Linked DNA regions of Canis lupus: region 2 is linked to region 1. Evidence: chromatin contacts called from public Hi-C data. All regions are on one chromosome and are shown on one strand. Each heading gives the region's core, a stretch centred on a gene start, on an enhancer-like site or on the middle of the called end of the contact. The rest is flanking DNA. Distances are from core to core; before and after follow the strand shown. Region 1 holds the start of TRIM55 (tripartite motif-containing protein 55). Region 2 holds the start of RRS1 (ribosome biogenesis regulatory protein homolog).

Region 1 (6,280 bases), core at 2,284-4,783:
ATAGTCACACAGAGAGAGAGAGGCAGAGGGAGAAGCAGGCTCCATGCACCGGGAGCCCGATGTGGGATTCAATCCCGGGTCTCCAGGATCGTGCCCTGGGCCAAAGGCAGGCACCAAACCGCTGTGCCACCCAGGGATCCCCTATTTGAATGTTTAAATGATGTATAGGAGTTAGCTTCAGTGAAATACTCAGAATTTTTAATCAGGTAATAATAATCACAATCATGAGATTTTTGTGAGAATTAAAGAATCATACATGAGGGGCACCTAGGTGGCTCCGTGGTTGAGCGTCTGCGTTTGGCTCAGGTCATGACTGATCCCGGGGTCTTAGGATCGAGTCCCACATCGGGCTCCTTCTGGGGAGTCCGCTTCTCCCTCTGCCTATGTCTCTGCCTCTCTCTGTGTTTCTTATGAATAAATAAAGTATTTTTTTTGAAAAAGAATTATACATGATTCATATGTAAAGCACCCTGAACAGTTGACACAGACGGTACATCTTATTTTTACTTATTATAAAGTTAATTATTATAGCTTTTATGATTAATAATAGCAAAATAAATTCCTTCTCTTGTCAAATCCCCAAACTGGGCTAGTTCAGCACCATGCAGAATTCCAGGTAAGAAGGCCAGGTGTTTTTGAGATGTACAATCTCTAGTCTTTCTGTGGGAGGTCAGAGTTGACCAGGCCCTCTCCTCTGTCCCCGATGATGGTGAGCCAGAGATAGATTCATCTCACTCTGTATAGCCAAGGTTATTCTAAGGAAGCCCAGGGTTCTGGGCTGGCGAAGCTGCCCTTGGGTTTATGCCCAAGTATCAATGCCTGCTTTTGCCATCAAGTAAAAGATGTCCCAAAGGCAGGTCTCGGGTTCAAGAAATAACAGCATAAGAACCTGATAATCTGAAAAACACCACTAGGGCATGGAGTTATGAGCTTCATTGTTGGAAATTTGGTTCATTTCTTCTATATGGTTTCTTCACCTTTGTGGTTTTGCTTATGCTGCAAGTTTTAACATCTCTTCTTATCTGGATTTCATAACATTATTGCTATTATTTCCCATGTTTCAAGCTCTCACTGTAGCAAGTAGTAAAACGAAATTATTGCAATAAGTAGAACATGTAAGAAGCTTGGGGTGTTGCTTCATCAGCTGGCACTTACAGAGTAACAATTCTATGCAAGACACTGTACTAGACATTGGATTGGTTGTTATATAAGCACTCTTAATAATTGTCTGGGTTATTAATTGACTGTTTTTTTTAAGAGACAATATGTGTATTTGCATAACATAATACAATCAGATCAGATCTGTGAAGTAACAGCAGCAACAATAGCACTTTCCTTCTTCTCCGGAGATTCTGGAAGCCAGGGAAATAGCTGACTCTGTGCTCTGCAATATGTCATTGGAAATTACTCTTCTTCCCCAAATCCATCTAGATCCTGGCACTATCTAATTTAGTTTGAATCTTAAGCAGGAACTAATAGCCATAATGATTATAATAATTATATGTTAGATTTATAGAACAGCTTTCCTTCTAAGACTGCAAGGCTCTTAGAGCCCTGCAGATGTTCCATAAATACATGTCTCCTAATAAGAATCACAATGAGCTCATTTCCAGATGGTCTCAATATTGCTATCAAGCTCTGTGGATTGGACCGACCTGTGTATAATTGAGAAAGGGCTCTTCACACCACGCCTTCTAGGAATGAACTCCTGCAGTGTTTGTTGTCTCTAGGAAAGGAACTCTATAGCCAATGTGATATAATGAGGAAGAAGCCTTTTTTTTTCTTTTTTTTAGTGAATGGATGCACGTATTGAGTATCAATCAATCAACAGGTGAGTGCTAAGAGTGTGAGGCAAATACAATCTAGAGACTAGAAAAACCTGAGTGCCATCTCTCCCCACCCCCCGGCCCCCAGGTCTCTAAACTTTAACTTGCTAAAGGACAGGACTCTGCATTGCTTTGCAACTTCCATACCATGACTAACTATATTTTGTTTTTAATAGGATCATCTAGACAATTTTCAGGTGAGATTGTCCAAACTAGGAACTGGACTTTTTTTGGAAAATGCCATTTTTATTAGTTTTCTTTAAAGTTTTGTACTGTAAGTTTTCTACTGCATAGAATCTGGAGCTACAAAGGACCTGTGGAAAAGTGAAGAGATGTCTAAAACATACATTATTACAAGGCTTAGAGGGGTGGAATGCATCATGCCTCTTTCAGTATTACTGAATGGATTAGTGTTAATGAATTACTTCATTATTGAGTTGATATAAAGTCTTGGGCACCAGCTCCCTTCCCCTTCTGTAAGCAATTCTCTCATTGGGAAGGCCTCACTTAGAAAACATTTTCCTATAAAACAATGTCTGTGATTGGCAAACAAGCATTTGGCATATTAATCCATTAGAACAAACAAACAAATAGGCAAAAGCAAGCTTCAAATGGGTTTGCCACATGGAGGAACAGTACCTGGTGGATTCCTGCTTGTAGATGTCAATGATATTTTCCACCAGCAGGTTCCTCTGAAGGCCATATATCCCATGTCTGTCCAGGACCACTTCGTGTCTACAGGATGGGCAGCGAAATCGGCCCCCTGATGCCACAGTGGTGCCTCCTCTTGTGGGCAAATACGGGTTAGAAGCCTGTTCTTGCCAAGCAAGGAAAGAGGAATTGAGTAATGCCACAGATAGCTTTTTCTGAGACTTCTTCTCACTCTTGGTTACTACAAACAACATCAACTTCTACTTTAAGCTGGCCATAAGAGAATCCCTTAGGGCCTTATCAGCAAGAGGTCCTAAAATACAGGACTTACCCACAGTCAAATGTACCATTTTCAGCACGAGGCAGTTTTCCATCCAATGTTTTCACAACCAAAAGTTCCAGCCAGAAACTCCAACATGAATGTCTTGGGCAGCAATTCATTTACAATTTGAAGCAGATTCAATGAACTGAGTTTTGTTTGTTTTTTTAAACAAATATGATTCTTAGTATTTAAGTAAAACTAGATTTGGGAGTAAGGAGGAGGCAGGCAACAAAGCACAAAGCAAATCATTTTAAAAAAAAAAGTTTTTCTTGAAAATGAATGTAGCCTTATGAAGTTTTCTAGAAGAATTCACCTAAAAGTTTAGCACTTGATTCAGAGAAAAGAGACTCTGTTTTTACCCCTTAAATTCCAAACAAACCTACCTGGAAAATATCACTGGCACATTTCCTACACAGGTTATGCTGACAGGGGAGAATAACCACAGGTTTCGTGAACATCTCTAAGCAGATAGGACAGATGAGTTGCTTCTCCAAGTTATCCATGGTCTGCTGCTCTTTAGAAAAAGACTTATAATTCAAAGATGCGCTCATCTCCCGGCCGTCCCCTTGTGCGCTGCCAGGGAAAGGGTGCTCCGGATGGTTCTGCAAGCGTTTCCTGGAAATAATTCCAAGGATTGGGTGATCAAGTGTCCTTTATGGTTTTTTCGGTGGAAGACATTGTTTCAGGCCCAGGTTCACAGGGGGAGCCGGAGCTGTTTTTAGCAGTGGTGGTGGGGGGGGGGGGGGGTCACGTGACAGCGGGCTGACTTGTCCATATAAGCCAGTGACAGGAGGACGGATTCTGACAGGTGACAGGGAACAGGAGCCAACATTCCTGCCCCAGGGAGTGAAGAGAGTGGGTGGGAAGAAGGATTACAAACCCCATTTAGACAGGGTTGTGAGGAGAGGGAGTTTGAAGCTGACAGTTGTCACAACAAATGCAAATGTGCATGCCTAGTCACTGAGCCATGCCCTCTGTGAGCGCTCAGTAAGAACGCGGTGACGGATTTCTCCAGGACTGGAGAGAACATAGCCCAAGAATCTAACTGGATGATGAATGCCATTTCTGTCCTGAGAGTTTAGGCAGCAAGGGACCCAAAGTAGCATGATCGTACTGTCTTAAGTGAAAACCAACAAAATTTGTCCTGAAAATCATTCTCCTGGCTTTACAAAGGCAATCATCTAAAAAGACTTGCTTGACATTGATTTTTTCATCTTTGCTAAGAGTTATGGTCTAAGAAAAATTCCAGTTTAACCACTGATTTCAACCCCTTTCACCATAAGAGTATCTATGAAAAAAAATCCAAACACTGGTTGATGATCCCATTAAAAAAAAAAAAAAGTTGTGAATAAAATTCTAGTACTTTTTTCTTCTGCATCATTCTCCCTCCTCCTTAACCCCCTCTTTCATCCTGTACACCTACAACCCCCTCCTCACACCAAAAACACAAAGAAAACTTGGCAATCTTTTAAAGTTTAAATTTAGTTTGCAGCAATAATCAATAATGAAGTAATAACTGGCATGTGGGGTAGCAGACCCATTATTTCATTTTTCCATAAAGTGGGAACAGATGTCAGTGCTATTGCCAACTGAAGTGAAAATGCTTCCATACCTGGGTTTTAACTGGTCTGAAATACTACTACACCTCTTTTCATTTGCCTCCTTCTCCAAGTGGATTTTTCAAATGATAGTTTCCCTGGTCATTTCTAATATTCTTGGTCTGCTCTTGAGTCATAAATAGAAATCCTGATATTTGCCAGGATTTTGTGAAAGAACTGTTTTATCAATATATAGTTATTTAAAAATTAAAAATAAGATAAAAAATGAAAAAGAGATACATATACGTTTATATGAGATGAATGTGAAGGTCTGTTTATCCTTGATCTAAAAATATTCAAAGAGTGAACACATTTTGTCAATATATCACCAGTGTGTACTTAGTCACCAGTAAAGAGTAGGCCAGTGTGACTGGTTATCTATGGTCTCATTGCTGTGTGCAGTGAGAGCTTATTGAGAATCTAATAAGCTCTATTAACTAATAATAAGTTACATGTATTCATAAACATTTCAGGCATCTTAGGAGAGAATCTTGTTATTCCTTTCAATATCTATTTAGCAACTCCAATAAAAAAGGGAATTGGTGACACTTTTTTTTTTACTGAGTTAATACAGTTCACCTAGTATAGGCAGGTGAATGCAGGATGTGAGTTATTTTCTAGGAAAGATAAAGATTCTACAGTAAAAGACTCTTCAATCTAAGGAAAAGCACTTTAATAATGTACAATGTAGCTGAGCCTATGCTTATTAAAGGAATTCATTCTTTCAAAAAATACTCATTGACTGTTCATTATGTGTCCCCACTGTGATTAGCCCTGTAGATTGAAAGACAAGCGTAGTTCTGTGGATTGAGCTCAAGGAGCTCAGTTTAACAGCAGAAACAAGACATTTATATACAGAACCATAGCACAAAACAAAATGTGATAAAGAGCTACAGAATTTCAGAGTTGGGATACTCAGGAGGGGTTCATGGGTGGGTGGTATTTGTACTGATCCACTGAGAATTTAGATGAATGGATGTAGAGTTAGGTGGGGGGCATAGTTGGGGTTTTCCAAGGGAAGGTACCAAGCAAAGACAGTAAGGCACAGGAGTGTGGAGTGCGGGGAATGCTCAGAGCATGTGATGCTTTGGGCTGGAGTGCAGAGCATGCTGCTGGCACATTGGCAGGACACAAATATTGGGCTACAGAGTTTTTAACACTTAATAAATTAGGCAACAGGAAGTTGTTGAAAGTTTCTCACAGAAATGTTTCCATGAGAGCTGTGCATTAGTTAGATTAGTCTCACAGTGGTGGTTGGGATAAATTAGAGTGCAGGTGACCTAGATAAAGACCAGATGGGAGGTTGTTGCCAATAGTCTAGGTTAGGGGTCATGATGCCCTGGCACTGGGCAATGGCAGTGGGGAAGGAAAGGAGGAAAGGGACTCTGAGGCTGTGAATTAGAATCCACAGGGGTGACTCAGATGCTCTGAGTCTGAGCAACCATCAATGATGCAGTGAGAGCTGCACAGTGAGTCAGGAGACAGTCCTTCTAATCCACCTTCTATGTCTATCTCGCTTTGTGGTCTTGGGAAACTGACCTCAACCTAGCTGAATTTCAATTTTTTTTAATCTGTGAGTCAGTGGTATTCATAACCTAGCTTAACAATATTTGTAGGGAAAAAAGAAAAACCTTTGAAATATTAATTTTGACATTGATAGTCTTCAATTCAATTATTTGATGTAAAGTTGATCCCTATCCTGTCCTCTGTTTTTCTTTCTTGCTTTATACTTTTTCTTAGAACTGCCGCTAGGAGGTGACCCAGCAAACTAGCAAGAAATTCACAGGACTAAAAGTCAAGTTGATGGGTTATTATCACTTTCCCCCTCTATACTCTTTTCTCCATTCTCTGCTCCTCCCCACTCTCAGAGACCAGCAGTCCAT
Region 2 (6,280 bases), core at 2,045-4,544, 230 kb before region 1:
GGCATCCTCCGGTCCCCCGCCCGCCCCCCGGCCCGCCGGCCCCGCACTCACGCTGCTCGCTGCAGTAGCCTCAGCAAGTGCGCGGCCCGGGCGCGGGCGGCCGCAGCCATGGCTGCGCAGTCTTCCTTCCAGGAGCCGCCCCTCCGCCCCCGCCGCCGGCCAATCCCGGCGCCGCCCTCCCGCCCCCGCCCACTCGGCCGAGCCTGCCCACCCCCTCTGCTGACTCTCCGGCCCCGGCGGTAGCCTTCTTTGAATCAGGACCATTTTCCCACGAGTCAAAATCTCATCCACCTCTGAAATTGCCGTAAAGGTAACTGCTCTGTAGGATCTTTGGTACTTCCTTAAGTCTCTCTACTTAAACGCCTTTATTTCACATGTTGGGTATAGGGCAAAGGGAGAGAAATGAGGGCTTTTCCCACTGATTCCTTTAAAATGCTACTTTGCCTTCCTATTTTCCAAATAAGTTATTAAGACATTGCATGTAAGCTGTTTTAATAATAAATAAGGACCTTGCAAAAAGCCCAGGGATTATTTTATACAGGGCCAGGGCTGTGTGCAACTGCTAAATCAAAAGTCTAAAACAAACAAAAAAAAAAACCCAGAAAACTCCCAAAACAGTAACAACGAAACACCCTGGGCAGTTGAGAACTTAAAATGTGTTAAGTGCTCTAGAATAGCTTTTGGTGAAGTTAAGGTACCGTTAAATGGTTTCATCAGTAGTCACCAACTTTTCATGATCACACTATACGGCTTAGCAGGGTCAAGTGTTCCACCTCACAGTGGGAGAGCTGATCAATGATGGCAAAGTTCAACTTCAACTTAATCACAAATTATCCTAACATAGTATCAATTTAACATCTGTGTTTATAGTAATATATGTAATTTGAATTAATCTTTTCTTCTATGGCAATTTCTAAAGACGACATAAAAGTGAGGCAACACTGAAAAAGGACAAAGTGAACTCCCAATTTAAATTTCCTATCAACTACAAGACCGAAAAAAACAGAGTGGCTCATGAGTCTCCCCTGGATTCTAGATGTACTATGAATCCTTTTCAGTAGGTACTGATTTACTAAGATCAATTAGGGAACGAGGCCCATAAAAGCTATAAACATTTGACCTCCTAATTAAACCAGTTAAGGTCAGTTTGACAAATGAATAAAAAATAACAGTGTTCCAGTTAAAGATCTGGTGGGTTTATCTCTTCTCAAAATAGATCCTACCTGAAGTTAAAAAAAAAAAAAAAATTGGGACATAAATGTTGAAAACATTTAAGTATTTTCTGGATTAATGAGGATTATTATCATTATTTAGTGAAGCCCAAATTTATAATTTACCATAAATGTTTTCACAGTAATAAAAAGCATAAAATCCTTTTTCAAAGAGACAGCAGTTGTACAGCACTTTCAATATTACATCTGTTACTTATTAGAAAAAACTCTTACTTCTTTTGGTATCACTGAAATCACCATAAATTACCCGCTTTATATTTTTTAGAAAGCAAATTAAAATAATGTTAATAAGGTATCCCCTGGCTTTACTTAGAATTTCTACCAATAGCCAAAATGTCAAAAGCGACATTAGATACACACTTTTATTAATTAAATAACTTTCATAAGAGTTACTTGTAAGTCATTTTAAATTGTAATCTTTCTGTCCCCTCCCCCTTGCTTTGATACACTCCTTTGTTATAAAAATAATGCAGAAATCAAATGTAAGTCTGAAAAACGACCAACTTTCCCTCAGTTTCCAAAGTCAAAAAGAAAAAAAAATACGTCTTTAAAAATAGAACTCATTCCCAGTTTCCACTGAATTCTTTCCTTGATTCTTAGGTCCTCAAATACATCCTTTAATCTCCAGCCAATTCTTGGTTGTGGGAAAAACATTACCTTGTAGAGTCCAGCATTTACATACTATTCTGGGGGGCGTGAGGAGGGCAGCCTATCCCTTCAACCTCAAGCTCAGTGAAGGCAGCACATCTTTTTCAACATTCCTGGCCTCCCAACCCAGTAACTAGAACTTAACATTTAGTACAGTTCTTCGTTTACAGACGGGTCCGAGGGTGAAAATTACTTTCTTCTTTTCCCTCCTTGGTGTTGCCCTCCTTTCCTCTTGCCGCCCAAACGAGGCGGCCCAGAGTTCATCTTGCCTCCCAAGCCCCCCTTTCTCTTCCCGGCCTGGCTGGGCGGGGCACCTTTCCTCTGGCCCCCAGGGCCCTGCCGGCCGCCTTTTCTCTTGCCCTTCTGGCTCATTTTCCTCCTCTTTGCAGCCTCCTCTTGGTCCTCTTCCCTCATCTGTTTATTGGTGGCCCTCGTCACGTCCAGCTGAGGTTTTTTGCTGTTCATCACCCGCAGCATCTCCAACTGGCTCTTCTTCTCAGCTGCAAAGTCCCCGAAAAGGGGCTGAAACTTCCTCTTCTTGCCGGAGCTGCGGGGCGCCTTCTCCTTGGGCAAGCGCTCCTGGAAACGCCCCACAGAGGCGGTGGAGACCTTGGCCACCTGCATGGCGCGGCCCAATTCCTCCTTACTCTGGTGTCCCGTAGGGTGCATGCCGGCCGCACTGGGCAGCTGCATCTTGTGCGCGCGAGCCAGGTTACGCAGCCGGTTCAGCTCATTCTTAGCCACGCGTTCCTTCTTGGCTTGGATCCGCTTGGCGAACTGGTCCTCTAAGGGGTCGGCACCGCCGGGCACCTCGATCAACCATTCCTTGGTGTCATCCCGAGCGCGCTGGTAGCCCCAGCGGCGTCGCCATTGGCCACTCACCTCGTCCCACACCAGATTGGTCTTCTTCTTGGGACGGATGCCCTTGAGCCGCGCGAACTGCTGCCAGCGTGTAAGCGGCCGCGGCCGGGGCACCGGCTTCTCGCGCGGCAGGCGCGTGGTGGGCTCCGGCAGGCGTGCCACCAGCGCCTCCTCCACGCGCTCCGTGGGCAGCTGCCACAGCTGGTTGATGAGCAGTTGCGTGTTGTCCCGCGCCAGGGCCTGCAGCTCCGCCTCCGGCGAGGGTCCCGCGCGCCGCAGCCCCGCTGGGGGGTTCGGGTCAGAGGCCAGCAGGTTACCCAGGTCGAACTCCAGCTCCAGCTCCTTGTGCACCGTGATGCGCTGCAGCTTCTCTGCCTCGTCCCGCTCCGCCTTTGCCAGCAGCTCCTCCACGCTCGGGCCCTCCATGGCTCGGCCTCGGCTCCCTCGCTCCGGGAAAGCACTTCAGAGCCCCTCTTGCCAACGCCGGCTCTCGCCCCGGCAACGCAAGCACGTGCGGCCGCCGAGACGCTCGTTGCGGAAGAGAAAGCTTCGCTTCCGGGGCACCCGGAACAGGCTCCCAGTCCCGGCAAGCCGAGGAAAGGCCGGCAGAGAGCGGTGTTGGAGAGCAGATGGGATTCCCGGAGGCCCTTCGGCGGGAGCCCGGAGGTAGGCGGTGCTGGCCCAGGAGTCTGGACTACATTTTCCAGGGCTAACTGGGGCTGTGGCTCCCAGGATGCAGCGGCGTAAGGGGCGGTGCAAATTTTGGACGTCGAGTTCGAGGGCTCCGCGAGCGACTGCTAACAATTTCAGTGTAAAATCAGTTCACGAGATGTTTTCGCTTCTGGGACTAGATAAATTATATTTTACCCGAGCCCAGACCCGTTCATGGGGGGTGGGGGTGGGGGTGGGGGTGCGGGGAGTCCTAGGTGTGGGCCGAGAGACACGTCCCACAACTGCACATAAAGCTAACTGTGGAAGATTTGGTTTGTTTTCCAGGCGAACGGGCCCTGGCAATTAGATTTCATCCTCTCCAGGCTTGTGGCAAAAGAGCGCTGGGCTCTGCAGTGAGACTGCGCGAGTTCCAACCCTGCTGTTGGACCTTCGGGTATTTGGGCCTATTTTTAAAAACCTGTAAGATGTGGTGGTAATAGCACTTACCTCTTAGGGCTGTTTCAAGGATAAATGAGTTAATATGTCTCTGGGGGAGCTTGGTATGGAACATAAGAGGGCGCAACAAATGTTAACGAAATACCAATTATTACTCTTTCTAATCGCTCTGGGAGTAGGCTAAAGAGGCAGTGTTATACGGTGATCATACACCCGGTTCTTGGGTCAGATGACCTAGAATCTCGTTTTACAGGACCTGCTTTGGACAGATTGTTTAACCTAAGCCCAACTCATGAGTGGAAAATATGAAACATTAGTTCCCGGTATGTTAGCCGTTGTTAATCACGGTATTCCACTGATGGCAAAGGAAGGCTCAGAGAAGGAAAATGACTTATCTAAGGTTATACAACTGGGAAACGTGGGAGCAGGAATGATCTTAACTCTGGCTTTAACACGATTGACATATTCTCTGCAATGTTTTCAGGCTCTTGATACATAAAATGTGTGGTCTGTTGCCCAGCAGCCTAGCATCACCTGAGAAGTTGTTGGAATTGCAGAGTCTCTGGCCTCAACCCAGGCGCAATGGTTCAGAACCTTCATTTTAACAAAATCTCTGGGTAATGAGTATGTACACCACGTTTAGGAGGCACAGTGCTGATTGTGTGGCTTACAGGTTTGGTTTTGTTTTTTTAATGGGAAGTTAGGAGTTGTAAAGAGGGGGTTATGCTGGAAAATTAGCCCATGGAAATGGACATAATAGCTCTTAGGAAATAGATTGTGTCGAGTTTCAGCTAGAGGGGGCATTAGGCGTAGTCCCATCTACCATACCTCCCCCCTGACTTTGGTTTCTGTAGCTCACTATCTTTCCTCAGCTTCCCTTTGTTCATTCACTCATCATGCATTTAGTGAGCACATTTTGTGCATCAGACAGTATGCTGCAACCTTTTTGCCTCTTTTCTAAAAGTATTTTAGGTGGCAGTTACGAATAGAGCTGCTATAAACAAACAAAAAGTGTTTTAGGATTTGCATGTTTTTTTCTACCTTTGTCTTAACACTCAGCACCAAGTCTTTAATACCATTCATGTTGTGGGGTCAAGGCCAGGCCAAAGGCCATATTAGGTAACTGCCTTGAACCTAGCCTTGACCCTTAAAAGGTTTTGTGATTTACCTAGGAGAGTGTTACAGACATTGATGTGGCTGTTCTGGACTTGGCTTAGTTTCTGATTCATTCACTCATTCTTTCAACAAACATGTGAATGATTGCCATATTCCAGACACTAGACATGAAGATTATTGAGATTGTGTGGAACAGTAGAGAAGAAGGAAAGGTTAAGAGAAATTTGCACTTGGGCTTTTAATAGGAAGGTCACGTTTGTAGGATTTTAGTTCCTCTGTCAATCTTCAGAGTTCGGGGAGAAAAAGAGCAAATGTCAACAGGTGTCCAAAGAACAAATGTTAACAGGTGTTAAATGGTAAACAGCGAGTTCTCACTGTATGAAATGCTATTTGGTTTGAATTATATATGTCAGCTCTTTTTGAACTCTAATTGTTTTATACTGAATAGTTTTTTTCAGTCCAGGTCAGTTTTAATTTCCTTATGATGGGAGACTGATTTTTACTTCCACTTTGCCAATGATAATTCTGGATACATAACAGGTATTCAATACCTGATTGAACAAATAAACCTATTAAATAGACTTTTCTAAATTCAAAAAAAGGATTAATGTTGGCTGTTAGATTCATTGTGAACAAAATTATTAAGATTGGGATTTGTGGCTTAAAAAAAAAATTGGTGAGGCAAGTAGGTGAGTGGTGGTCTCCAGCTTGTATTTGTATCATCTTTATGTCAGGCAAGATTTTGCAGTGTCAAGAACAAGCCTACCAAAGTTGTGCAAATATATGTGAATATATTTTAACAATACACGAAATGGTTGTATATCTTTTATTGTTTTTTCTCCTTTGTCTTTTCTCTTTGTTGGTTTCTCTTCCTTCTTTTGATGCATAATGCAGACAGATCCCAAGTTTGGTCATCAGACTCTGTTTTTCTCTTTATATTGGGGCCATGAGCTGGCTCCAAATAGCTCTTTATTCCATGGTATGATAGTGCTCCTTATGCTTGTTTTCTAAATATCTCTTCCCCATTCCTATTTTTCTATCTTAGTTACCTTTCTAGAGTCTTAAGAACATTCCTCAAGAAAGGCAAAAATGAGGCATAGGACAGAACAGTCAACAATTATATTTTTTTAGAAACTATTGAGAAGTATTTCAATAAGAAAAGTGAACTAATAGAGATTTTTTTTTTTTCTCCCCAGTCAGGGGCAAGAAGGTTAAAGGCGTGAAAGTAATACCTTTACGTTCCCTCAAAACATAACTACTTTGTTCAGTAAAACATTTTTGTAAGTATTTTTTCCCTTTTTTTTTTTTTGATGCTG

Evidence for each region. A called contact is a pair of places that touch in the nucleus more often than the background predicts.
Region 2: a contact with region 1 is called in a Hi-C map of skin fibroblasts, with 3 times the contacts expected there. The contact joins the promoter of RRS1 here to the promoter of TRIM55 in region 1. A contact is called at or near these places in 3 of 9 Hi-C or Micro-C datasets (amygdala, blood and skin fibroblasts).

Annotation. Positions count from the first base shown.
Region 1 is chr29:16,249,983-16,256,262 of UU_Cfam_GSD_1.0, reverse strand. TRIM55 (tripartite motif-containing protein 55) reads right to left here and starts at 3,533. Exons shown (of 11, transcript XM_038579415.1): 1 at 3,183-3,533; 2 at 2,466-2,638. The coding sequence starts at 3,350.
Region 2 is chr29:16,479,590-16,485,869 of UU_Cfam_GSD_1.0, reverse strand. It overlaps RRS1 (ribosome biogenesis regulatory protein homolog), which reads right to left and starts at 3,294. Exons shown (of 1, transcript XM_038579420.1): 1 at 1,569-3,294. The coding sequence starts at 3,167. The coding sequence ends at 2,070. It also overlaps a transcript of ADHFE1 not described here.